Linked DNA regions of Mus musculus: region 2 is linked to region 1. A link is a contact called in public promoter capture Hi-C data. All regions are on one chromosome and are shown on one strand. The core of a region is the stretch at or near the end of the contact, and the rest is flanking DNA. Distances in the headings are between cores, read along the strand shown. Region 1 holds the start of Olfr64 (olfactory receptor 64). Region 2 holds the start of Trim30c (tripartite motif-containing 30C).

Evidence for each region. Promoter capture Hi-C pulls out the DNA fragments that hold promoters and counts their contacts.
Region 2: a contact with region 1 is called in a promoter capture Hi-C map of hippocampal neurons, with 3 times the contacts expected there. The contact joins the promoter of Trim30c here to the promoter of Olfr64 in region 1. A contact is called at or near these places in 3 of 39 promoter capture datasets (hippocampal neurons, pre-B cells and stem cell-derived epiblast-like cells).

Annotation. Positions count from the first base shown.
Region 1 is chr7:103,891,723-103,897,788 of GRCm38.p6, reverse strand. It overlaps Olfr64 (olfactory receptor 64), which reads left to right and starts at 3,318. Exons shown (of 1, transcript NM_013617.3): 1 at 3,318-4,979. The coding sequence starts at 4,056. The coding sequence ends at 4,979.
Region 2 is chr7:104,395,305-104,402,069 of GRCm38.p6, reverse strand. Trim30c (tripartite motif-containing 30C) reads left to right here and starts at 1,292. Exons shown (of 8, transcript NM_001378693.1): 1 at 1,292-1,378.

The DNA of each region.
Region 1 (6,066 bases), core at 2,069-4,568:
ACACACACACACACACACACTCATTAAGTTCTTTTTTTCTAAAGAACTCTAACTAATCCAGTGACACTAGATGTTTCAGCAGCCTAATCTGGTGCTGGATAGTCAGGGGATCCTTATAGAGAACTTGACTTCAGCAATGTTAGAAACTTAAAGAAGTAGGTTCTAACACCATCGAAGGAGAGCCTCCCAACAGGATAAATTAACTTTCCAGAGAGAGTGAAGGCAAGTAGGCAAAGAGCAAAAGTTTCTTTCTTCTGTGTCTTTATCTGGACTGTCACCCAAAGGTATGGCCCAGATTTAAGGTGGACATTCCATCTTAATTATCCTATTAAGAACACCCTTGCTACTTGGAGTTCAGCTGATTCTTGCAGTTATCAAGTTGACAACTAAGGTTCACAATCACATATGGATGACCCATCCTTTCTTCTGAAATGTCCTATGAGCCTTTGAGGGGGTGCCGTAGGCCTCCTATCTGCTGATTTGTTAGAGACACTTTCTCTGAGTACTCATTAGTCTACGAGTCTCTTTGTTAGCTTCCACCCATTGCAAAAAAAAAGCTTCTCTGACCAAATGCTAGATACCAGCATTAATCTATGGGTATAAATATATGTATTTACATGTCAGTTTAATAACATGGATGCCAAGCATTAATCTATGGGTATAAACATGTTTTTACATGTCAGTTTAATGACATGAATGACAGATTTTTTTATACACCCTTAATAAATAGTTTCCCACCTTAACCATTAGATTTGTTTAACCTGGCTAGTAATAAAAGTGGACTTAATTATTTATGATGTCATGACTCTATTTATATGTTGATAAGGCCAGTAAAATTAGAATCAGACATTGCACTTCATTTCATGCAGCAAATCTTAGTCAAAATACTTCACTGAAAGTAAAAGTATCTTGTTGTATTCCAGCTTCTCTAATTAGAGTCTGGGTGTTTCATAGGATTGGGTAGAAATGCTATGTTTATATAATAAATATTTTTCAAAGTATTTTCTCTTGGCTCCTTTTATTTTCTTTTACCAGGTTGAGCAACTGACTTGATAATAGAGAAATAGAATAGCTGACCTATTCACATACGGAATGCAATGGCCAAGCAAAACAAGCACCTCTGGTCTTGTAACATGAATCTGAAGCATAAAGAAACATGTTTTAAAGTAAGAAAGAAATATGACACAAGCTAATTGAATAAATACCATACTATACAAACAGGCTTTTAATAGTGCTCTCTCTCTCTCTCAATTTGGTTTTAAATGCAATCAAAATTATATAACATGTAAAAACACAACACAACTGATGTAGGGTCTACATAAAGATAAGAATATTAAACTGATTGGGAAAAATATCACTAGATAGTGAAGAAGATTGTCTATATTGCGTATTATTATAATTAATTGAGTATTATACTCTCCCAATGGACTTATCTATAGAATATGTAAAGAACATCTTGAAATGCATTTAAGAAAGGCCAATGATCCTTTTATACAGCGATGCAAAGTACAGGAAAGACACCCTTTCACATAAAACATTTTCAAATGGTGAGTATATTTACGAAAAGCTACTCAGTTTTCACTTATCATCCAGAAAGTATAATTTGAAATTCACAATGCAGTGTGAGAATGCATCTATCAGTGATGGGTGAGGTGTGAACAGGGCGATGAGGTAAAGTGCTTGTAGGGATGGAAAACCTGCACTCCACTCACCACTGGAGGATTAAAGTAGCACCCAGTAGAAAACAGTTCAGCAGTATGTGTATCTTGTGCATACCCTGCAGCCCATTTTAGCAAAAAAGAATATCACTTTGTGTGTTCATCAAAGGCATACATCGAATGCTTACATCAGCATATCAGCAATGACTATAAATCATAATCTACTCAAATACCTACTAATAGAACAACAGATGATACTTTGAGGTATCTAGGACACTCTTCACTAGAAATGCCATATCTGTACTAAAACATCAGTGAACCTTAAAAACACCATCTTGAACAATGAGATGAAGACTAAAACTAACAAATGTGTTATTCCACTGATGTTCCTCAGAAAGACAGGAAAAATTCATTCAATTTTCTTCCCTGTGGATACTTGTTCTGGGTTTGGTACTGGTGAGCAGAGGCCCAGAAAGTGGCAGAGAGGTTTTGTCATGTTCCACTTCAGAATGAGAGTGCTAGTCACAGATGAGTTCAGCCCCCCAAAATTCATCAAAGTACACAATTACAGCATGTGTAGGTGTCCTATCCACTGTGGTTTTCTGTTACTCTACCATCTTCCATTATGTCATGGAATCCATGCTTAGCTACTCTTACCATACTTGCCTTCAATCCAGCTAACATTATTTATTACATGTTTTAATATATCTTGATATTCTTATCCACTCCCCCTTTACTACATTCAAAATGACTTTAAATAACTATTATCTGCATGTCCATGTCCATACTAACTCTTACTTCATTTTCACTGTAATATCAAAATTCCCTGCATGATTTGTAAGCTAATGCATGGTTAGATTGTGCTTTATATCTCATTTTTTTTCATTCAAGTAGCACAATTTCTTAGTGTAGTCAGTTTGGATTTATTTGTTTGAATTCATCAAATTTTACCTGGTCCCACATCAGTGTGAATTTTTCTGCATTGAGCTAGAATTTTCCATATTTCTTATTTTGTCTCATTCTGATTATTCTTTTTTCCTCCTTGATATGTTTCACAATTCCAGATTTGCATTCCATATGTTTCTTTTAACATACTACATATATGCAATAATGGCAGTTCCATGTAAAATTATGGTAAATGTTTTTTTTCTATAACATGCTGAAGGTATAAGTTCTGTTAATAAACTGAACCTGACACAAAATGGACAATTATGTGACTAAAAACATCAAACTGATCTTAAGAAAAAGATTAGACATCCAAGGTTTAAAGTTCATGTGGTAGTTGACCATCCAGTTCTTGTGGACCAGAACTGACTTTCCCAAAGGAAGACAAACTATAATGGGGACCATAAGCTCCAGCATCAACAGAGGGAAATGGGACCCTAAGAGCAACTAGTATCATTTTGGTCATTGAGAAAGGTGATAAGAAGGACAGGCTTGTATTTATGAGGCTCTTGGAGACCCCGTCTATGTTAGTAGGGTTCTGAGTCTTTGGTTTTCTTCATATACCCCAGTGGATATGTTTAAAATGCCTAAGGGCATTAACTAAGAGACCCAGAGAAGTGAGAGGGAGATCCTGAGGTCTCATGAGCATCTACAAAGGAGAGACTCTGGGGGAAAGATCTCATCATATGTATATTTCTAGCTTGATTCTACAACAGTCTCTTAGAAGAACCTATCTGGACTGGTGAAGGACAGGTAACTACTCAGCAACAAGACTATGGGGTTGGTGAAGTCCAGGGATAGAAATAAGGGAAGACTCCTCCTCCCTTACATCTGTGAGATGTGGTCAGGAGAATAAGGAGAAATTTCCCTTTAAAGAAACACACAGCACACTTAGGTGCCAGACTTTGTTTCTGCAAGCATTATCAAGGCAGATGTGGAATTTTGTGTGAGGGTTCCATGAGTGGAATATAGAAAAATGTTGAATGCCTTTAGAATACTTGTTGCATCATCTGGCCATATCCCTGTATTTGCATAAAGAGCTAATGGCTTTGGGGAGAATTCAATAAAGTATAATTTAATTGCAAAGCCAAAGTAAGAAAAGTTTTCTAACATAACTCTCTGTTATAATAGAAAAAAATATAAAACAAAATTCAAATTTAAATATAGCAAAAGTTTTACAAACAAAACAAACACTGATCTAGCTAAGAAATATTCTTATCCTTGGGGATATACTTATCATATTTGTTTTGTAACCATTGAAACATTTTGCATACATGTGACAGAGGTACATGATGCTGTAAAAATTATGTGTTTTTAATGCACATGGGAAATATTTATTGCTGAGCATGAATACTGTAATCAAGGCAGCCATGGAACATTTGCGTGCAGAGGGAAGGGGAGACAGTGACTACAGTAAAGAAACAGTGCTTTGAGTTTCACAGTGTGCACACTATGTGGTCCAATATCAGTGCTGCCCCCTTTCTGCTGACTGGCTTCCCAGGACTGGAAGCAGCTCATCACTGGATCTCTATCCCCTTCTTTGCCATCTATATCTCTGTGCTTCTGGGCAATGGTACACTTCTCTACCTCATCAAGGATGACCACAACCTCCATGAACCCATGTACTATTTCCTTGCCATGCTGGCGGGCACAGACCTCACAGTTACACTGACTACAATGCCCACTGTAATGGCTGTTTTATGGGTGAATCATAGAGAGATAAGACACGGAGCCTGCTTCTTACAGGCCTACATCATTCACTCCCTTTCCATTGTGGAGTCAGGTGTCTTGCTTGCCATGTCTTATGATCGATTTGTCGCCATCTGCACACCTCTGCATTACAACTCTATCCTTACCAATTCCAGGGTTATAGCTATAGGACTTGGGGTGTTACTGAGGGGCTTTTTGTCTCTTGTGCCCCCAATCCTGCCTCTCTTTTGGTTCTCATATTGCCGTTCCCATGTTCTTTCTCATGCCTTCTGCCTCCACCAAGATGTCATGAAACTGGCATGTGCTGACATTACCTTTAACCGCATATATCCAGTTGTTTTGGTTGCTCTGACTTTCTTCCTCGATGCGCTCATCATTGTCTTTTCCTATGTCCTCATTCTGAAGACAGTTATGGGCATTGCCTCTGGAGAGGAGAGAAAAAAGTCTCTCAACACCTGTGTTTCACACATTAGCTGTGTCCTGGTCTTTTACATCACTGTGATTGGCCTGACATTCATTCACAGGTTTGGAAAGCATGCACCCCATGTGGTGCACATTACCATGAGCTATGTCTACTTTCTCTTTCCTCCATTTATGAACCCCATCATTTACAGCATCAAGACCAAGCAAATTCAGAGGAGCGTTCTCCGTCTCCTATCTGTATAAGATGATGTGAATCATTACATCATAATTCAGGGAAGTTTGGGGATGTTCAGCCTCCTTGATTTTATATCTATTTACTTTTTCATAGCATTAGGATGTAAATTATTACATAAACTCTAAATTGTAAATTAATCTAAATAATGAATACATCCGGCTATCCAATTAGCATTTGCATATTATATAGATACTATCTATCTATCTATCTATCTATCTATCTATCTATCTATCTATCTAACTATCTATCTTCTATCTATCTGTCTATCTATCTATCTATCTATCTATCTATCTATCTATCTATTTTTCTATCAATCAATCATATATCTATCCCTCTATCATCTGTCCATCTGTTTATCTTGGGAGAAAGTTGGAAAAACAGTAATGAAGTAAAACATCATTATTTGGAGTTAAAGACCATTAAATTCTCTATGATCAGAAACTATGGGACCATTAAGACCATGCATCTATAAGAGAAGAAGAAGAGTTTCTGAAGAAGTTAAGTGTCTAGTCTGGGCTAGTGACAGAAAAAAAGGGGGCAATTTTTAATTCATTTGATGGTGATATAAATATCAGTTCAACTATGAGAATTGAAACCCAATGGACTATCTCCTGTCTCACACTGCTCTATCTCACCACATGGTTTTCTTTTGAAATGATTCAATAGCCATTTGTAAAGCTTAATCCTGTTTCCCCATGAAACTTGTTCATTGATATTTCATTTGCTTTGTTTTATACTATATCCCGTGACTATACCTTAATGAAATTATTGTTCTGTATATCAGTTTTAAGTACCAATAATGAATTAGAACCCAAATTCACTCGTATAGTCTATGACATTCTCCACAAGAAGCCCCTCTGAGGCACTCTTTTTTCTATGAACTCTGCACTCATCACATTGGCCTTAGAGACTCATCCTCTACTAGATGTCTTACAAAGTACCATGACTTCCATCTCCATGGTTTTTTAACTGTTTTCATTTTTTATTTTAATTCTTTTAGTGACTTCCAACTTGTACTTCTTTTTATAATATATTTTTATTTCTGCCCTAGAATTAGTCTGTATTACAAGTAATGCTATTTTATTCCATAAATGC
Region 2 (6,765 bases), core at 43-2,542, 510 kb before region 1:
ATCAGGACACTGTTCAGGAAAGATTAGGAGTGTGGCATTCTTGGAGAAGGTATGGCATGGGTGCAAGCTTTCAGGATTCAATAGATTCTGACCACCACCACCATTCTCTTTCTGCCTCAGGTTTGTGCCAAGATAGTGTCTCAAGTTGTGACTTCTCACTTCCTGCTCCAGCACTGTGTCTCCCTGCCTGTTATCAGGCTCTCCACTGTGGTGGTCATGAACTCTAATCCATTTAACTTGAGCCCCAAGTCAAACACTTTCTTTATAACTTGCCCTAGTCATGGTGTTTATCCCAATAGTAGAAGAGTAAGGACGACAGATGACACGTGTGTGTGTCTCCACACCTGATTTAGTACAGCGCTTAGGTTCCATCACTGGGCTCCATCACTTAGGTTCTAGGTGAACACTAGGCCCAGAGAAGCCCATTCACAACCCTACAGATTTCTACCTTCTAGTCAGGGAATGTTACATCAGTATTGTTGCTCTTTAATACAAATCCTAAATCAAATGGAAACAACTAAGACATTCTGGTGAGGGAGCCCTGGAAGGGGGAAATGAATGCATGGGTCAGATCAACACTGTGAAAGGACTAGGTCTTTTCAGCCACAGAATACATAATCTGGGGACATCATGGGGCAGCTGGAGAGCCCTCTGCAACTCACTACTCTCTCTGCTGTGAGGGTAGTGAGGTATTTCTGCCTGGCTCTGCACATGACTCCTCCCCATCCTGTCCCTGATGGATGAGGAATCTTGCTTGTGTGGCAGCTTCCCTGAACTGCAACTTCCTTCCTGTTCTCATCCTACAAGAGTCCAGCTCCAACCTCAGAGGAACACTGCAGCTTTCTGTCCCTAGTCTTGTTTTTTCCTTCCCTTTGGGCCACACTTGCCACCTAGGCAAAGCCAGCACAGGAGCTCAGGTGCAGGAGAAGCCCATGGGGAAAGCTTTCTTTCCATCACAGGCAGATTTCCAGAGGGTCAGGAACTTTTTGGATGATTGTATCATGAGTCTGAACAAGTGACATAACAAGTTCCTGTAGCTCTGAAAATGTCCCAAGTTACTGGAAGGCAGAGCTGACCTAAGGCAACTGACTCCCTCTGGTAGTAAAACCCCAGTTAATAATGGGGTACCACCCTGTTGGTTGATAGTTCTGTGGTTCCTTTTTCTCAGTTCCACCCCTCAAAGTCTTAACTTTCATTTCTCTTGTGGTTCACCAGAGCCCGTGACTAAATTCTTAGAAGCTTAGTGACTAAGTTCTCAGGGTATAGACTTTGCTCCTCTCCATGATTCTGGGTCATTTGGTTGGTGTTTGAAGGTGTGAGAACAATATTAGACTGCAGAGTTGGGAGGAATTTAGAAGAAAGCACTGTCTCTGCTTTGGTGAGTTTAATTTGAAACTAAGAAGGAAGGGGAGGTGGAGAACTGCTGGCTTTCTGCTGAGTGTTCTGGGCCTAGGAGTCAGAGGGAAGGGTGGCCTGGGGAAATAGCTCTCATGGGCTGAAGAGATCCGGTTATTTCTCCAAATTTACTCTCTTCTTTCCTAATCTTTAATTTTGAGTTGCACATGAATCTCCTGCTCCAAGAGAGAAACTGCTCTCCCTCAAAAGTAGAGCCAGGGCAGAGTTTGAAAACAAAAGTTTAAGATTTATCTGAGTAATAATGGATTTACCCATGATTCTATGGATTCATTCCCTATGTTTCTGTCCCTGTGATTAGAAGTCCTGACCTTCCTGCAGCTACCTATTCATGTATGCCACTCCAACCTCAGTAGAATCTGTGTGACAAGTTCCACAGACTGAGGTGAAAACTTCAAAAGAAGGAGGCCTCCTAGAACCAGTTGTGGAACTCTTGGCTGAAATAAAATATTGAGCCCTAGTTCTCATGGCAATTTATCTGTTTTATCTTTTTTATTCATTTTTTTATTTACAAGATGTTCCTGATAGCTTAGGCTAAGATCTTAAGTAAGAATAATGGGTAAGAAACCATCCCTTGAGATGGGGTCACTAACCATGGCCTTATCTCTGGAAAAACCAACATTTCACTTTATAAATCATGCATAAGATAGAATTGATAACTAAAAACTTTCCCAACAATAAAATTTTACATGGCTGCACATGTATCATTGGAAATAGGCTTTCGTATATTGTTTAAGAAAGCCTTAAATAAAAAGAATAAAAATACTTCAAATATATGCTTTGAAGATTTACAGAAAATCAGGTACTAGATGTTAAACAACAACTGATCATAAAAATGTATTAACTTGTTCTTGGAAATTTGCCACTAGCCTTAGATGATTTTTGTATTTTACTATGCCAAATGATTATAATAATATCTGTTCTACCTGACTGCTTCACTGAACACACTTTTCTTAGAAGTTGTAGTACTTGAATGAGAGAGAGAGGAAGAAAGGGAGAAAGGGAGAGAGGAAGAAAGGGAGACAGACAGAGGCAGGCAGACAGACACAGGGAGAGACAGAGGGAGTATGAGAGAGAAAAAACACTGGAGAAGCACACTTTCAGGAAGTGTCAGATTTCTATTCCTTTGGAACATGATGTCCCTATAGATCTCATCCTAAACTCATGGAATTGTCCAGTGTCAGCCTCCACAGCTGCAGAGATTACAGGTAAACATTACTGCCCCAGGACTTTTCTACTGTTCAAGAAATAAGCACCTGATTGAGTTTAATGATATAAAAGACTGAAAGATATCTGCTCATAGAAAGACCTAGAGAAATAAGAAAAAAAAAAGGGGACTTGGAGCAAAGAATCCAGGCATCACGCAAGCTAATGTAGACAACAGAAGACACAGGTCAGGCCTGCTGGTGTCCAGGTTGGCTTTGAAGGTTGTCACCAGCCCATCCTCTTCCCCTTTGCTCTCTCCAGCTCTTAGTTGTGGAAACCTGTGTTTTGAACTAGGGAAATACCTGTTTACCACTATATATAAGGAGATATTAAAATGCACATATTAGAGTTGTCAATTTTTAACTTTGAAAATGTCTAGGCAGTACACATTAAGCTGCTCCAGATAATACTACTCAGTATATAAAGCCTAGAACAATTTATTTGCCAGAAGTATTTGAAAAAGGACCATTTCTCATATGACATCAGCATCTTGAAATTTCATCATCAGGAAAGAAACATTTTTACGTTTTCCAGAGTTCCAATCAACCAGGAAATGGCGAAGACTCAACTCAAATTATAATGAAGTGAATTCATTAGTGCTAGTAGCTCAAAGTCTTGAAGCCAAATCAAAGGCTTGTCACCCAGAGGAGGCTGGGGGAGTGTATTTAAAAGTGGACTTCATAAATGTCTCATTTGTGTGGGATGTGTAGCTGACAAACTCCTTGTACTCCCCTCAGAAGAGAGGAGCTGTTTCACTTCCTGTTACACAGCAATACATGGGCTCAAATAAAAAAAAAAAAAAACAGAACAAGGAGTTAGTTATCTCATAGTAGTTTTATAATTCTGGGGAGGGGAACAAAGAGTTAAATTGGCCAGTAGCTTATAATTAGGAATTGAGAATAGTTGCCTAGCACAAAATGGAGTTTTCCTTAGCCATCACGACCCCAATAATTAAAAAACAATTTCTGTCTGTAGACTATTGTTTCAATTGAACAAAAGTACTTATTTTCCTTAATGTTGCTTGAAAAAAGATTTATTTTGTTGAGATTGAGGGACATTTGAGTACTTGTTTGGAAAACTAGTACAATGAAATATTCCTAAAATATATGGAGGTGAAGCTAATGAGGTCTACTAACGATGAGAGATATGGAAACTCGGCTGGCAATCTCTTGTCACCGAACAAGGTTCCAATAGTAGGACTGGGTTGCATCCAATTGAGTTGTTGGCCAAGAGGGGTGCACAGAATTCCTCCCAAACAAGCCAGACTGTTGCTAAGGCAAAAGATTCCTCTCTGCAAAGTGTTAGACTTCAGATACAGAATTTAGCATTAAAATGCATACCAACAGACCAAACCTCAAAAATTTCCCCTTTTTTGTTTAATTAAAAAGTTTTTTTTCTCTTATAACAATAAACAACTTGAGTTGAAACAATTATGAAAGTTCTTAGGTAAGATTTACATTCAAAAAGTCAATTCTTTTTTTATTTTTCAACTCAGGAGAAAGTTCAGAGTTCTGTGTCTAAATCAATTTCTTTCCTAACTTGCGTTATTAATCTAAAAACATCTTCTCAGACCTAGAATGTCTTCTTAAATCCAAAACAACTTAAGCTTATTATAAGACTATAACTATCAAGTCTTGATACATGGGAAGGAAAAAAAATATTACATGAATATGCAGAAAGTACAGACAAGAACTTCTAAAATTACAGAAATGACATACAATTTGATGTCTGCACAGCTATACAGTATTCTAAAACACTGGAATATCATCTTCAGCCCCCTGGCCTAGAATATCTGACAGATCTTTTGTGAAAAAAGAATAATAAAAGACTGTCTTACCCTGTCTTGGCAAAGCTTGGTAGTCAATGTCTCTGCACCCATTTGTCCTTTCTAGATAGCATTCTGTCTGAAAAAAAAAAAAAAATTAGGGCATTTTCTTTGCCTGGTGGCTGTCTTGACACAAATGAAACAATCTCTAATCCAAGTCGAATGGGGAGCTTCCAGGACCTGACATTTCTCAATGTCAAAAAAAAAAAAAAAAAAAAAAAACTTAAATTAATGGGGGAACAATGGAGGAGCTAGAGAAATTACCCAAGGAGCTAAAGGGAACTGCAACCCTATAGGTGGAACAACAATATGAACTAACCAGTACTCGGGAGCTCTTGTCTTTAGCTGCATATGTATCAAAAGATGGCCTAGTCGGCCATCACTGCAAAGAGAGGCCCATTGGACTTGCAAACTTTATATGCCCCAGAACAGGGGAACGCCAGGGCCAAAAAGGGGGAGTGGGTGGGTAGGGGATTGGGGGGGTGGGTATGGGGGACCTTTGGGATAGCATTGAAAATGTAAATGATGAAAATACCTAATAAAAAAATTCAAAAACATTCAATATCTGTTCCTCAAAAACTAATAAATAGTTCTAAAACAAAAATGAAAAAAAAATTAATGGGGGAAAAAATGTCCCAATGCTATATTCTAGAAGTCTCTGACATTTTTGAAGACCAACTATCTATTCATAGTAAATCTGCAAATATTGCCTTTTTCTAGTCATTTATTATCTGTTTATCCCTGTATGTATCTTTCTGTGATAATTCAGACTAGGATCTGGTCTTACTATGACATTGATTGTCAAACCATTAACTTGCATTTCTCAATCAGTCTTAACAGTTTGCAACAGCAGTACTTAAAAGGACTGGGACTAAATCTTGTATTTTTTTTAATGAGTTGCATAAGCACAATACCTATACAATAGTTTAAATATACAATCATTGTATTGTAATTTAAAAAAAAAACCTTTATTTCTATATGTAAAGGAGTTTGGTCATATATAGAACAAGTATGAAATATCTGTGCAATTTCCTTGGCTTGTTGCCAAATGATAGAAAATTCTTTTTTTATACTTTTGCTGTTAACATGCTGGTTTTGTTGATTTTTTATTTTAATAAAATTCTGAAGCCTCTAGCACACTTTCTAGCAATAGCTGATCAATTTCATCATCACCTTGTGCTAGAGAGACTGGTAGACCTGTATGGAATCTAATATGTGTAAAGTTTAATGGATGATTTTTATTTCTGATCACTTGTTGTAGTTGAATAAACAGTGAAGTCAATTTGGCATCATCCTAAATAAGTTCAACAGTTTCTGTACACAAAACAACTCTTTCTGCATAATGAGAGTCAGTTACTATATTAAGAGATTCTTGAAAATCTAGTAACACCATAAGAATTGCATATAACTATGATATTTTAACTGAATTATAAGGACTCTCAACTACCTGACTCATATCCAACCCTTCTCAATTTATTTACATCAGTATAAAATGTAAGAGCTCCAGAAATTGGTGTCCCTTTTACTGTACAGGGGAGAATACAACTAGCACGTTTTATAAACTGAAGTAGTTTGCTTTTTAGGTTCTTGTCAATTTCTCCCCCCTCCCCCAAAAATTACTACAAGCTCTTTGCAAATGTTCGTTTTCTGCCCATAATGAGACAATCTCAGCATTAGTAAAAGGTACCACAATCTCAAGGGATCTATTCCAGCTAATTGATAAAGTCTCGTTTTTCTTTTTAGAATCAGTTCAGAAAACTTTCTATATAGGTCTTTAATTTCTTACTCTCTTTCTGAGATTTAAATATCCATTCTAAGATATAATCTTCTATCTGCATAAGAATTCTCGTGGGAGGCTGGAGAGATGGCTCAGTTAGGAGCACTGACTGCTCTTCCGAAGGTCCTGAGTTCAGTTCCCAGCAACCATATGGTGGCTCACAACCATCTGAAATGAGATCTAATACCCTCTTCTGAGGTGTCTGAAGACAGCTACAGTGTACTTACATATAATAAATAAATAAATCTAAAGAAAAGAAAAGAAAAGGAAAGGAAAGGAAAGGAAAGGAAAGGAAAGGAAAGGAAAGGAAAGGAAAGGGAAGGAAAGGAAAGGAAAGAAAAAAAAGGAAAGAAAAGAAAAGAAAGAGAATTCTAGTGGGAGAATGAATAGAAGACAACTAAAATCCAAGCCCTCTTTGGATCAATGTGGTCCATATGGGCATTTTGTGGTTTCTTTTTTATCAGAGCCACTTCTTTTTTAAGCTTCAGCTGATAATCTTCTTGGGATATTTAATTCTTTATCACCTTGAAAGGTTTGAAAGAAA